Regions from separate parts of the Anas platyrhynchos genome. Here region 1 is linked to region 2. The links are chromatin contacts, called in public Hi-C maps. All regions are on one chromosome and are shown on one strand. The core of a region is the stretch at or near the end of the contact, and the rest is flanking DNA. Distances in the headings are between cores, read along the strand shown.

Region 1 (3,067 bases), core at 516-3,015, 64 kb after region 2:
AGCCAGGTAGGAGCCAACCGTACTTTTTGCAAGAGCAGCAAAAGGCCGTAGTGAAATTTCTATACACAGACTATTATTTAATTTCAGGGGTTTTCTGGTATCTTTCAGTTTTAAATCCCTCAATGTGAAAGCAAAATCCACCACAGATTGGTCTGTAGTGAAATGTTCAAAGCCATCTTTACTTTTTGATTATGAACCTGTTTTTCTCCTCCAAAGTGGCAGCATTTCCCTAGTCATTAGCTCCATTAGGGATTTTTTCTTAAAATTAACTCAGCTTTAAGATTGTGTAAATGAAGACAGAGTCTCAGCGTGGACTGCTACTACTACTTTTTGTGCTGAAAGTTTTGCAAAACCTGGAGAAAACTCCACTTAAAGAAAAAATTAGCAGGAAATGCTGAACTTTAGTGTTTATTGGACAACACCAGCCTGCCAACCAAACAAACCAACACACAGAATTTCTACGTGATAGGATCAGAGACACTGGAAGAGTCCAGCTTGCAGAGTCCTTAAGGTTCCCTCTGGCTTTTAATCCCAGCACATAGCTGCTTGGGGAATAGGGAAAACAGCAACGAGTAACTGAATTTTGAGCTGAACATTTTTTAGCACCATTATCTCAGATATCAGAGCTTTGGCATTCACAGGAATTCACGTGCCACTCACATCACTCAAATTCTGTCACATCATGCCTAGATATTGGTGCTATGATTCACTGTGAATTAAACTCATCCCTCCTTAGGGCTCAACAGAGCAACACGCCTCCTCGCAGTCGCACAAAACATCACTCCCACTGCTTTCAGAAGAATCATTCAGATTCAAATTGATGCAAGCGAGCAAAATCAGCACCAAACAGAGCAAAGATTGACATCAAGAGTCGAGACAGGATTCACACAGCGATCAGTAATCGCATAAAAGCTCTCCAGGCTGAACAGCTTCACATCAAGGAACAGGCGGCTGTTTCAGTTCCCCATTCAACAGACTGCTGTAATAGCTGCCCCCACCGCACACGTTAAACCCTACTATCTGTGCCATTAGCGGCCAGGTACACATACAAGAGGGAAAGAATAACAGCTCCTCACAACATATGTCACGCAATGAAGCCAGCATGTTCAGATTTGTGTTGAGGGGACAGGGGGACAGCAACAAGATATTTATATGTGCATGTGTAATTTTTAAGGTTTTGTGAATAACAAACACATATGCCCCGCATTTTGCTCATTAAAAACAGGCTTTCAATTATTTATATTATTTTTCTTTCCTTTTCCCTGAAATACTGTGTTATTAAGCACTTTCAATACAAGCACTTTCATCCTGGCTATCCACCCTCCAAGCGGATCCGTGCTCCAGATATTAATGACAATATTTCGGCACAACAGCAAGCTGCAACACGACCGTGCCTTCATGCAGCATTCTTCCCAGAGCACTCCAAAGCGCTTCACAGGCCACGCAAGCCGGGATTGCTCACCCCTCGCTAGCCGGGAGCGAGCCAGGCAGGCACCCTTTGCCAAGCAGACAACACCCACAGCCTTCCTCAGAACAAAAATATTTAGCTTCCCCCCCACTAAACACACACACACGTTGAATTATCGATAAAGCGGGCAGCAGTGCTGAGACGTGGGCAGCGCTGCAGACGAGTGCGGCTCGGCCCGCGTCAGGTCAGGGAGCCCCTGGGCTCGGGGTGGGGGCGGCTCCATGCGGTCTGGAGACACTGCCGGGCCCTGACGCATCGGCCTGGCTTCGGCAGGACCTGGGGATTGAGGGTTTTTTTGGGAGATCTCCCGAGCCTGCGTAGCTTCAGAGCTACAATGAAATCACTGTCCCAGGCGCTGTTGCCCACGCCTGTGGCGTCACAGTCTGTTGCTGCAGAAACGCCTGTGATGCTACGGGGCAACACTCTGACTTCACGGGGGAGGGAGAAGGGGCACTTGGGTGAAGCAGCGAGTGCTGCGTTCCTGAAATAAATGGCTCTTCCACTGACAGCAGCAGCAGTTTTGGCTCATGCTTCAGCAGGAGCAGGACTGGCTGCTCAGCTCGCTGCTGATGTGCCCAGGATCCACTCAGGGAAGGGGAGGACGCAAGCCAACATCCCACTTCTCCATGCAAGCGCCACGGGAGTTTGTTTTCCCAAACAACATCAGGAGACAGGAGGCAGGGGTCAGGGAAAGGTTGTTCCCCTCCTGCTTTCCCTCTGCATTCACAGGCACCAGCCTGAATGTGGAGCAGCCCCACGCGTGGCCCCATGGATGGCAGCATATCCCATGGGTGCTTCTCCTCAACATGGGGAGGAAAAGCTGCCCCCATGAGCTTGGTTGGGGTGGCAGGAGTAGAGGAGAGCCCCCTGCAGAGAGGGCACCCTGAGGAGGCGAGGGGCCATTGCATCCCCATACAATGAGACCATTATGATCAACAGACCTAGCACATGTGTTCTACAAGAACTGAAGTATCTTTGCAACCTGTGTGGAACTCCTGGCAGCACAGCTTTGCTCCCAGTGTTGTGCCACCTTCAAGGATTCATCTATTCCTGCATCCCAGCACACAGACAGAGCTCTTCTTGTGAAGGACTGCCCTCTCAACTGCTTTTTCTGACCACAGCAGGACAGACATCTCAGGGAGCGACCCAGAGCAACACAGCTCCCCTGACACCCCTCTTTCTGCCCCTGTCACCACAGGGCTTCCCCACCTCCCTTCACTTGGGCATTGCTCAGTCTCTCAGCCTTAGCTTTCACTGCTGACTCATCCTCTGATTCACTAACAAAATATCCTTCTCGCTTGAAAGGGAGTTAAAAGAAAGAGAACTTCACATCCAAACAGCACCGGTGCCTCCCCACATCCTCAGTCAGCGTCAGTGCAGACTGTCAGCAGACTGACTTCACCACTCCCCCCTGGTACCCAAGCCTCACGGCTAGCAAAGGCCTACCTCCAAGCCCTGCGGGAGGGATCGCATCCAAGCTGACAGCTCTTTATTTCCCGCTTTGTTCCTCAGTCTTTATTCAGTTAAAAGTTCACAAGATGATCTTTCCTCTTCTCACAATAGGAAATGGAAGCAGAACTCTGTACACTACCATGTTAC
Region 2 (3,249 bases), core at 321-2,820:
CCTCTCCTGGGGTCCTGGGGGCAGCCTCTTCATTACCCCAAAGGGAATGGTGCTCGGCTCCACCATAACCACACCAGAGGAGAGCGAGGTGGTCAGGACCTACATAGTAGGTGTCTACAGCAAATGACGTGGCAGAGAAAGTATTTTGGTTGCAGCCAACTGCATCTTGACACCAACAGCTTCTGCTTTTTGTGAAAGTATCCCAATGCCTACACCACAAAATGCAGCATAACAAATGCACTGCAGATTGATAAACCTTCAAACACTGTGGCATTGCTTGCAGGTTTTCTGCTTTCTTTTTTTTTTCTTCTTAAATTCCATACTGTTATGAGTATAATCTATGTTATCTGTAAAAATGCCATGAATCAGCAGCAGGACAGGTTATACATGAATGTGGGTGATGAATTCACCCAGCACACGTCCCTTCCAGTACTTCTCCCATGCCCAGTACAGTTTCCTGCTCTCTCCTGAGCCCACAATAATGTCCTCATTTTCCCCTGACCCCAGAGCAGACACCTCCTGCTACAGCCAGAGAACAAATGGATCCAGAGTGCCTTGAAAGGGCAGGAGAGTGTGCAGAGTCTCCCAAGGAATGAGCTTAGAATGGGGTGTGGGTTACACATGTGAGAATGCAGGGATTAAGTAAAGTTAAGGGATAAGGCTTTATCACTGAAATAACTCTTCCCTTTGATAGCTGAACCCCAAGTACTCAGTTTTTAGCCACACAGCTCTATTCCATACTAAGTCACTCAGTGACATGGACAAAATCATCCAGCACTGATCAGGTAAACACAACCCCTGCTAAACGTAGCCTGATCGCATCATCGGCCCTTCCACGACTTTCCCCTCCCTCCCAAGCCACGATGCAAACAATGCTGGGTGATTAAAAACCCCGATGATGAGATTTACCAAGTAAGCTCCGAGAGAAAGCATAAACTGTACAAGTGCCTTTGTTGCAGGAGAGGCATTCAGAGGCGTGCTAGGTGGACACTCAGCTCTATCCCACAAACTAACATGAGAAATGCTGGGAAAAGAGCAAACTTTGTTTTCCACATGGCTGGAGAAGCAGTACCTGTGTGTCCCTGGCAGGGGTAGGGCAGCCCGGCAGGCAGTGCCGTGCCCCTGCAGCCCAGCCTCTGCGTGCCCTAAGTCCCGGGGGAAAAGGAGCAGACACAACCCTCTTCAGAGAATCCCTGCCTCCTGCAGATAAGCACATCATAGCAGAAGATAAACAAAGCTGAACAGTAAATGCATAAATATATAGTGTGGGCTGCTTGGAAGGTCGCTAACCCAGAGGAGAAGGGATTACTTTAATTTCCCTTTTACCTGGAAACAAAAATAAACCGAGAAAACCAAATAACCTCAGCATCGCTTTAAAGGGCTGGAAAAAAAAACCTCTCTGAGAAGGGGGACAGCCGAGAGCGCCTCGCTGGCCGTGTGCTCTGTGCCTTCCCCCATAAGCAGGACTTTGTGTGTCTCGCACCGAGGCCGGCCTGGATGCATGCAGAGCGCGGGAGAGGCGGGCCGAGGAGCGAGGGGACGTGAAGTTTGCTGTGCTGTCCAGAAGATGAAAACACTAGTGCTGTTTATAGAGGGAAACCCAATTCGTCAGCCCAAATGAATTCCTCTGCTAATCCATGCAGGCTTCATGTTTTCCACCAGCCCCAGCCACTGTAAAGACTATCTTTAGGAGGCACAGTGTGTTTGGAAAGGAGCAGCTGGAAAGAGGGGACGTTTATGCCAGCTTGGAAGGCTTTCTGGTATGGAAAAAGAGGAATGCTCTCTTGGGTCTCCCCACAAAATTAAAGCATCTTCATCCAGAGCAAAACGATGCCAAGCACAACAAACAAAAGCGGCTTTCCCCAACTCTCCTGGGCAGCCTCACTGCAGGGTTCACAATGGTTTCCATAGAACTTGTTTTGCTATCAAAACAAATTCGATCTATCCAGGCACGATGGCGCGCGCTGTTTGCTGAAGAAAAGAAAATTCATTTTCTCACTTCTCGGCCTGCCAGAGCATTTTTGTCCAGGTGCCACGGACAGGGACTCCCCGGATAACTGGTGCATCTGCAGGCAGTGCGCATCTCGAAAAGAAAAAAAAAAAACTCGAAGGTTTTGGTCCATGCACACGGCGTGACGGAGCTCCCGTCGCTGCAGAGGCAGGGGCAGAGCCGGGCCCTGGCTGACTGCTCTCGCTCCTCGGCCTGGCTCAGCCCGAGCAGAGCGTGGCTGTGTGGCAACGCGTGCTTCCTGTAATAAAGCAGCCATCAACTGCGTGCATCTCTCGTTGCATCCACGGGAGGAAATGAATGTCTTGTTCTATTGACCACAGTCTGTTGAAATGCTTGTAACTATTACAGTCTAGCCGTGATGAAGGGTTAGATTGCTCGCATGGCCGGGGTACGCGGCCCCTCGAGAGCTGCGCTGGAATGTCACATGCAGGGAAGGCTCCCTCCAGCCCTCCCGCACGGACACTCACGCTCAGCAGTGGTTTCTGAAAAGCAGAGATGATTTTCTGCATGACAGAATAGGCTGGAGGAGCGCTAAAAGCTACATCTACCCCAAGACCATTAAGCAGAACCGCCTGAATTTTGGGTAAGTCTTAATTTTGATCTGAAGCTTGCACTAGTCTGGAAGCTGGGAAGAGCTATGAAATGTCATCAAGCGTAAAACAAAGCCTCATAGATAGTAATTTTGAAAACTGACATAACAATCATTTTGTGGGCTTTTTATTTTATTAGTAACCTATAAAAATATCTGGAAGAAAAAGTGTATTAAAATCCACAGTGTTTTTTAAAAGAAGATGTCTGTAGAAGCTATTTGATGACATGAGGCTGCAGGAAGACCTTAGGAGAGGTGTCCAAGCAGCCCACCTAGCCAAAAATCTACCCCCAGGGTTTGTCTGCTGGTAATCAGTACCCTGACCCTGGTGTGCTTTCCAAGGAAGAAGACAGCACCCCATTCAGAGCAAACACATGTGTGCATTTCCTTGTGCACAAGGCAAACTGGAATGATTTTAAAGAGAAGAGATGCACGAACCCGAATGTAATTAAATAACTACAAGTTCTGCTCTGATTTGCCTCGGTCCTCTGATTTCACCAAGCCAGTTTGCTCCCCAGACCTGCCCTGAGAGGTCAGTGCTCACGTTCACACTGTTTCCAGCCTTCTGCAAGCATCATTTTGTACCATTTACAATTACTTCATATCCAAGGACTTGAACCGTGAGACTCCTCAAAGCCATACAGACAAC

What was found. A called contact is a pair of places that touch in the nucleus more often than the background predicts.
Region 1: a contact with region 2 is called in a Hi-C map of skeletal muscle, with 1.7 times the contacts expected there. The contact joins two enhancer-like sites. A contact is called at or near these places in 2 of 8 Hi-C or Micro-C datasets (liver and skeletal muscle).

Annotation. Positions count from the first base shown.
Region 1 is chr21:10,760,181-10,763,247 of IASCAAS_PekinDuck_T2T, forward strand. All of the region lies in intron 4 of NFATC2 (nuclear factor of activated T cells 2), which reads right to left. Among named protein-coding and RNA genes, the nearest start is that of NFATC2, 23 kb to the right of the region's middle. Within about 2 kb of position 1,766, at least 3 of the 8 cell types and tissues checked have an H3K27ac peak or open chromatin away from gene starts, as enhancers often do.
Region 2 is chr21:10,696,086-10,699,334 of IASCAAS_PekinDuck_T2T, forward strand. The region is part of intron 12 of NFATC2 (nuclear factor of activated T cells 2); the gene reads right to left. Among named protein-coding and RNA genes, the nearest start is that of NFATC2, 87 kb to the right of the region's middle. Within about 2 kb of position 1,571, at least 1 of the 8 cell types and tissues checked has an H3K27ac peak or open chromatin away from gene starts, as enhancers often do.